2 separate regions of the Columba livia genome follow, and region 2 is linked to region 1. Evidence: chromatin contacts called from public Hi-C data. All regions are on one chromosome and are shown on one strand. Each heading gives the region's core, a stretch centred on a gene start, on an enhancer-like site or on the middle of the called end of the contact. The rest is flanking DNA. Distances are from core to core; before and after follow the strand shown. Region 1 holds the start of VBP1 (VHL binding protein 1). Region 2 holds the start of LOC102083499 (probable global transcription activator SNF2L1).

Region 1 (3,709 bases), core at 968-3,467:
GAGCCTTTACTGAATCAAGATACCTAAAGAAAACATTTCTAAAGACAAGACTGGCAGTGAGGCTGCCCCTGTAGCCCATAGTGGAGGAAATATCAAGCAAGTGATCAGGAAGTCTTTATCATCATGATAGTATGCAATGTTTTTGAATCAAAAACCTATTTTCTGAAGAAAAAACCTGTAACAAGAACCAGCCTCAGGAAGCTGGTATATTCACTTTGTGGAGTAGAACGCCATTAAAATTTTCTTAGCATACGCTTATTGTGAATAAAAAAGCCTGTCTTAACATCTACATCCAAGTACTCCAAAATCACCATCAAGGATCTCTTCAGCAGAGCCATCTGCCTTTAATTAGAACACCTCTCAAAACTGAGAATTAGGAAACTTCAGTGGGTTTTACCTCCAGACACAAGGTTATGAAGAACTGAAGAGAAGCGCAGACCTAACGCACAGCCCCAGAGCTCTCCCAGGTCACACGGCACATACAGCACATCAGATACTTCACACGTGAGTATCAGAAGGGAATTACATGCAACCAAACGTGAACTGCAGCAGCAGCTACCAGCATGAAAACAAGGGATGTGACAGACACCCTCCCAGTGTTTGCCGAGGCTGGTTCTCTCCTGTTCCCTGCCAGGGTGGCCACCCACAGAGTCAGCACAGACCGCAAGTTCTCCTCTGTCCCCATGATCAGGTCTCACAGGGCAGCTGAAGCCATGGCCCTTTCCTTTCGCTTGCGTCTACATCAGTCTCCCATAAGGGAGTGGCAGGAAGGTCACCACAGGCACCAACGGTTTTTCATACCAGTAGGATTTGCCAGACCCCAATAATTGCTAAAGAACCTTAGAGAAAAGTAGGATCTGGATGCACTGAAAGCAAGTGTACTGTGCCCGTTTGTTCAGGACCTGCACGCTAGCGAGACACATAGGCAATACCAGCACTACACCTGAAGTACCAAAATGCAAGTCAAATCGATTTATTTCTATAAGAGCAGTCATACCTGACCTGTCCAAACAGCTCTGGTAAAGATAAGAAGACAAATCTGAGAAATACAGCTTTTCAAAGCGCAGGGAGATCTCAGTAGTAAAGCAGCATGGCAAACAAAGTGTTCAGGACAAACATCTGACGCTTCAAGATGACTCCCACACAGCCAGGTATAGCCAGGCTGATCAATACTTATTGATCAAACAACATAAAGAAGCAACCAAGATAGCACGCCAAGAGCCAGCTTATAGCAGAGAGCGGACAACAAATAGTTTTGATATTACATCACTGTGTGAGTCGATGAATTATTTTCAACCAGTCAACAGAGCTATTAAATGCTTGGTAAATCACTTTCTAAAGTTGGATTAACAAGTTCACCCTGTATTCTGAAAGACAGACATTTTTTGGTTTTCGGGAAGCCTGGCTGGATGCTTCGGAACAGTGATTCTGCTCAACTGTCAAGCACTAGATCATGAGAGGAAGATGCAGGGAAGGGCGCATTGTCTGCGATAAACCAGGCACGGACACGTGTGGGAAGAACTGCCGTAAGGAACCAGGGCTCAGTGCGTACAACATGCTCGTCATTGGCATGTGAGCGGGCCAGTGAAATCAGATGGTAACGCTCAAAACGGGGAACTGAGTTTGCTGTAAAGTGTATCAATCGTAACGGCACGGCAGAACTAAACAACCCAGCTCCTCAGGACTAAGGCACCCCCGCCCCGGGGCGCTCGGCCCTGCCCGCTCTGCAGGGGTGAGGCGCGCTCCGGCACGGCTCGGCTCGGGCCGACACCGCGGGCCGGGCCCCCCGGACACAGCCGGTGCGGGCGGGGAAGGCGCCGCAGGTCCCGCTCAGCCGCGGGCCGGAGGGGCCGCGCCGCCGCCCGCGCTCCCTCAGGCACCGCCCGCCAGGCCGCGGCCCCGCCGCAGGTGCCGTCTCACAGGGGATGGGCCCGGCTGCCGGAGCGCAGCCCCCTCCCCTCCGCTCCCCCACCCCCGCCCCGGGCGCGGAGCGGCCCGGCCGGCGGAGCCGCCGCTCACCACGAAGACCGCCTGGGGGATGCCCAGGGGGCCGCGCTTGTCGGCCGCCGCCCCGCCGCACCCCGTCTCGCTGCTGGTGGCCGCCGCCATCTTGGGCAACCAACGGTGCGTGCGCGGCCTCCGTTGGGACGGCCGTGCGGTACGTCATCACGTCAGCGCCGAACGCGGCCCTCTCATTGGCTGTCAGGCTTTGAGTGACGCGATGACGCGCGGGCGGAGGAGACCGGGGAGGCGGGGCAGCGGCCGGCCCAAGGCGTCGCTCATTGGCTGGCTGGGGCGCGGCCCGGCGCGCGGCGATGCTGCCGGGCGGGGCGGGGCGGGGCGGGGCCGTCCCCTGAGCGCGGCCCGCGGGAGCGCGGCGGGAAGCGGCGTGTGCAGGCGTGTGTGTGAGCGCGGCGGTACCGCGTTCTCGCCCGGCTCGTGTACAGCCCGAGAAACAGGAGGAGCTCTTTTATTGAGTAATTTTCAATAAACACTTCTGAGGGATCAGACACAAAGCTTTGCTATAGTTCTGTGTTTGAATGTTTACCCCCTGTTCATTACAACAAGGAGGCTGCTAAATGGTGACCTAACTTTAGGCAAACTAAACCAAATAATCTTCCCAAAAACTGAGAACAGGAACTTGCCCGCGGTCAGCAGAAGGCTCACGAGCAATAAACATTCCACAGTTAACAGCGCCAAGTGTTTGATTTTTGGTCTTGAGGCTTGTTACACGATCTACAAAAAACCCTTACAAAATCATGAGCAAGGCCGGTATGTGTTGGTTAAGGCCCATCTCCCATGTGAAAGGTCCCTTGCCCTGCGCAGAAGCCAGGCCCTGCTTCCCCAAGGAACCTGCACCACGGGAGAAAGAAGCTTAGCCACACCGGTATTTCAAATTAGGTGTAATACTATATTAAAGGTAAATGCAGAAGAGTAACAAACTAATCAAGCATCCCAGTTCAACTGTTTCCCTTAGTATTACAGAAAACCTTAAGCCTGAGGACAGGCTCAAGAATGATCACATACACACACACCTTGCATGTGCCAAAGTTTATTTTTTTCCAAAACTTTTTTCATCAAATAATTGGATATGAGCAGTTTTAAAAAACAAACAATTTGTATATTAACAAATTCCAAAGTTCCACAATTAAAATATCACAGCCAGTCTTATATGCCTAGGCTTCGTTTTAAAAAATTATTAAGTCATAGAACATAAACCCTCAAAGTTTTTCCCAAATTTGTGGCTAGTATATTTTCCACACATTCTGTATTCTTATAAAATGAAGGAACTCATGGAAAGGAAGAGCTGTACAAGAATACATCTGAAAAAAAGCCTGGACAACCTAAATTATAGTAACTTGTTTTAAATAAATATCCAATAAAAGGCACAAACCTGTTATGGGGAAAAACATAACATACAAATCAAGACCTATTAAATAAATAAAGTGTGGGTTGGGGTGAGGGAAATCTGTTCCAGCACCTATTTTGTCATTGCTCCAAAATGAAATTCCAGCCAAACATTTGGTACAGGATTAAACTTAATCACAAAGATACACATTTGAGATATACTGAAAGATTTGATGTTACAATTCCTGCTGCAACTGTACCAGTTACTACAGTCTCTTTAAATAAATGATCATGAGAATCTGCATAAAGTAGTGATGCAGTGATGTATATACCAATGACAAGCTAAATACATCTTCAGGGT
Region 2 (3,637 bases), core at 321-2,820, 130 kb after region 1:
GCTCAGTTTTCTAGAGAGCCCTGCTAGGAAAAGCTCTGGAACGCTCCTTCAAAACCAGACATGTCACTCCTCTCAGTTGTGCTGTGAAAAATGTATTTCCCAAAGCTTTTAAAAGCAAATAATGTAGAAGGGCTACTGCAGACACTGTGGGCCTTGCTCTGCTGCAAACTATCCAATAGATGCAGAAGGCAACAGGGTGCTAAATAATTCGGAACAGCACTGTTACTGCTTTGGGGCTGTTTCACAACATGGAAAGGGGAGTACAGAGCTTAAATCTTCTATGTTGGACCACAATTTAGATACTGAATTTCAGAGTAATCAGGCAGTCATGGAAACAGTTCATAGCTATTTTTGTTCACAAAAATGGTCGATGCATGGATGGAAAAAAGGTCTCAGAGGTATTTCTAAATGCAGTATATGTGAGCAGCAATAACCCATTTGCTTGGCTTAGTTGTTGAGTTATGCAAAAAGATCTTGATAACGGCTGCTGAGCTTTTTACTGGAATGAAAAAGCTTTTATTGCTCATTCCGCGTACAAGGGTAGGGTTTCACCTATTCATCTGGACAGAGTGCTCACAATATAGCCTTCTTAAGTAATCACCAGGTAAAATGGCTGGTTTGGAGCTCTTCATTTTTTAAAACTGCCATGTCCAGTGTTGTTTTGGAATCCTTTAGCAGTATGAGCAAAGATACAGCTCAGCAATTAAACATCTGAATGTCTTGCACAGCCAGTGAGAAACCTCTGTTGACAGTAACTATGCTGAATGCCTTCATTAGTGCAATTTTCAATATGAAAAACACAACCATTGTTAAATTTGAAATGGAAAAAAAAAAATCTTATAAGCTTCTCTTGCTCTGGGAACTCCAGTTGTACCTCTTAGCCCTGCAGATGTTTAGAGATTATTTCGTCTCTCAAATAAAGCCCACAACACTTAGGAAAACACACTAGCAATTTACAAGAGTATTTGAAGCCAAGGAGAATGAACTGCAAGTATGAAGTTTTCTGCCTTGTACCATTGTCTGGCTCATGCAGCACCTTATCCTTTTTCCAGCTCTCCATGACCTCACCCAGGAGTCCTTCTTTCACAAGAGGTCTAGAGCCCGCGTGCTTTACCTGCCTGTGCCAGCACCACGGGCACTCCTCTCTGGGAAGACATGGGAGCAGAGCACATTTTACTCCCTTCTCTCTCACCATATTTCCCCACAGATACGACAAGGAGCAATGGGTACAAACTAGAGCACAGGAGGTTCCATTTAAATTTGAGAAGAAACTTCTTCTCAGTGAGGGTGGCAGAGCCTGGCCCAGGCTGCCCAAGCAGGTTGTGGAGTCTCCTTCTGTGCAGACATTCCAAGCCGCCTGGACACCTTCCTGTGTAACCTCATCTGGGTGTTCCTGCTCCATGGGGGGATTGCACTGGATCAGCTTTTCAGGGCCCTTCCAACCCCTGACATTCTGCGGATCTGTGGTACCGCACCCCCGGGGTGCCGCCGGGCACCGGTCCCGAGCAGGACCCCGTTCTCGCGCCGCCGTTAACCCCCCGCGGCCCGCCCGCAGAAGTATCGCGAGACGCGCGGGCGGGCCCGGCGGGAGGGGCGGGGCCGCGTAGTGTTTGGGGCGGTGGGGCCGCCCCCCGCTGGCTCAAGGTGCCGCCGCGCAGGATGGACCCGGGTCCCGCGGAGCCGTGCAGCTCCGCCGAGGAGCCGTGCACCTCTGCCGCTGCGGCCTCTGCGCAGGAGCCCAGCGCCGAGGAGGTACCGCTCCAGGGGCGGGTGGGGGGACCCGGCGGGCGGCGGAGTCTCCGGGAACGATCGTGTCTGGCCCCGCTGCCGCCTCCTACAGCCGCGCCGCCCTGGCCCCGAGACCGCCGCCCGACCCTGAGGCCGCCCGGGCCGCTGGCAGCGCGCCCGCTTCTCTGCCGCAGCCCGCGGGGGCCCGTCCGGGCCACAGCCGGAGCCCAGCCTACGCGGCGGCCCTGCAGGCCGGACACAGCCCTCGCCTCCTGGTCTGCCCTTCAGCCACCGCCGCCCGCACGGTCCGGGTGCCCCGTTCCCTGCCACGCAGCCCGGGCACGGCGGTGCTGGCCCTTCCGCCCGGGCTCCAGTGCCGTGCGGCCGGCTGTGCCACCCGCCAGCCCCGCAGCCCGTGCGCTCCGGCAGGGCCCGGCCGCTGCTGCCCCCCGCGCTGCTGGCTCCCCTGGCCCGGGGGAAGCTGTCCTGGAGGGGCGGGGAGCAGCAGGAGCTGGGAGCCCCTCGGGGTGAGGGCCCGGGGCGGCTGAACCGCCTGTCCCAGCCCTTCCCTCTGCTCAGCTGAACTGCGGCCCCGGGGCAGAACAAGCCCTCAGCGGAGCACAGCCCGCCAGCCTCCTCCTTCAGGTTTTCTTGTTTGAAAGAAAAAAAGACAGACTAGGGTATGAGGAATGTGGAAAGTGACGTATTTGGGTATCCTTGGAAACGGAATGAGATTTAACCTGAGGAATGAAGCTTATAAAAACTTAGTAAGAAGGTTGACCATGTGCCATATCTTTGCTATTGGAGAAAATTGCAGAAATACTGATATTAGTGCAATCAGAATTATCATTCCAATTAATGAAAGTCAATTTTTGCCTGGAAAGAGCACTTGATTTTTTATTTCATTGTTTGTATATGCAAACAGCTATGAGATACAGTATAATGTAATTCTGAACATTACCTCATTATTCAGGGAAAAGGTTTCTGTATTGGATACAACTTATTCTACAAAATGTTATGCATATCAGCTGTTAAAAAGTTCATGCTAAAGGTTTAGAGGATGCCAGAATGCCTGCCTGGAGAAGTAATTTGAAAGCAGTGAATAGTTTCAAATATTATCAACATTGTGTTACTGTGCCATACTGGTCAATATATTTCTTAAAGGAAGGAGGAAAAAAAAAGGATTTTGTTGTTTGAGCTTTAATTCAGGCTGTGGAGTTTCATTTCACGTGTGGCCACAGGTCTGTTACACACACTCACCTGAGGTAGACAGACAACTTTTTTCCAGTATCACATATCTATGTAATTTATTTCTAAGGGAAGTGAGAGTGACATCTGAAATGGCATACTGTCAGTTTTGTTCTCCTCTAAGGAGGAGTATTTTGTCACTAATAACAAGGATTTGGCCTGATATTAGTTTGACAGTCTCTTGCTGGAGTTTATAGTATGTAGGAATACAACGGACGTGTGAATATACACATATGACCTGCTCTTTAGCATGTTGGGGTAGCAGTCCCCTCCTAACATTCCTTTCTGATTGAAGAAGCTGTAAGTGAATAGAACATTTCTATTTGCAATATAGTAATTTGGCCTTGCAAAGCCAAACTCATGCATTCATAAAATAATCAATTTGTCAAATAACTTCATTATACACTTAGTAGTGTTCACCTTTGCAGAGAATCTTGCCTTTGGGCCAAAATTTGAAAAGGTGGTCTCTGACTCGAGAAAATGTTCCTTCCATTTGCACGGTTGTGCTTGAAGTTAGCGAGTAAGTTGGCACATATATTTATCAGTAACAGTTCTGAAATTTAAGTGTAATGTTGCTTGACAGACTTACATATTTAGTCCCATTTTGGTCTGGTTTTGCTACTTGAGCCTGTATAGTTTAGATAATTATCATTGTTATTTT

The links. Hi-C and Micro-C count contacts between places; a contact is called where the count stands out from the background.
Region 2: a contact with region 1 is called in a Hi-C map of crop, with 2.5 times the contacts expected there. The contact joins the promoter of LOC102083499 here to the promoter of VBP1 in region 1. A contact is called at or near these places in 2 of 2 Hi-C or Micro-C datasets (crop and liver).

Annotation. Positions count from the first base shown.
Region 1 is chr12:15,613,967-15,617,675 of bColLiv1.pat.W.v2, forward strand. VBP1 (VHL binding protein 1) reads right to left here and starts at 2,218. Exons shown (of 6, transcript XM_065077927.1): 1 at 2,020-2,218. The coding sequence starts at 2,109. LOC102098849 (phosphatidylinositol-binding clathrin assembly protein) reads right to left here. Exons shown (of 22, transcript XM_065077917.1): 22 at 3,037-3,709.
Region 2 is chr12:15,747,394-15,751,030 of bColLiv1.pat.W.v2, forward strand. It overlaps LOC102083499 (probable global transcription activator SNF2L1), which reads left to right and starts at 1,571. Exons shown (of 24, transcript XM_065077937.1): 1 at 1,571-1,752. The coding sequence starts at 1,660.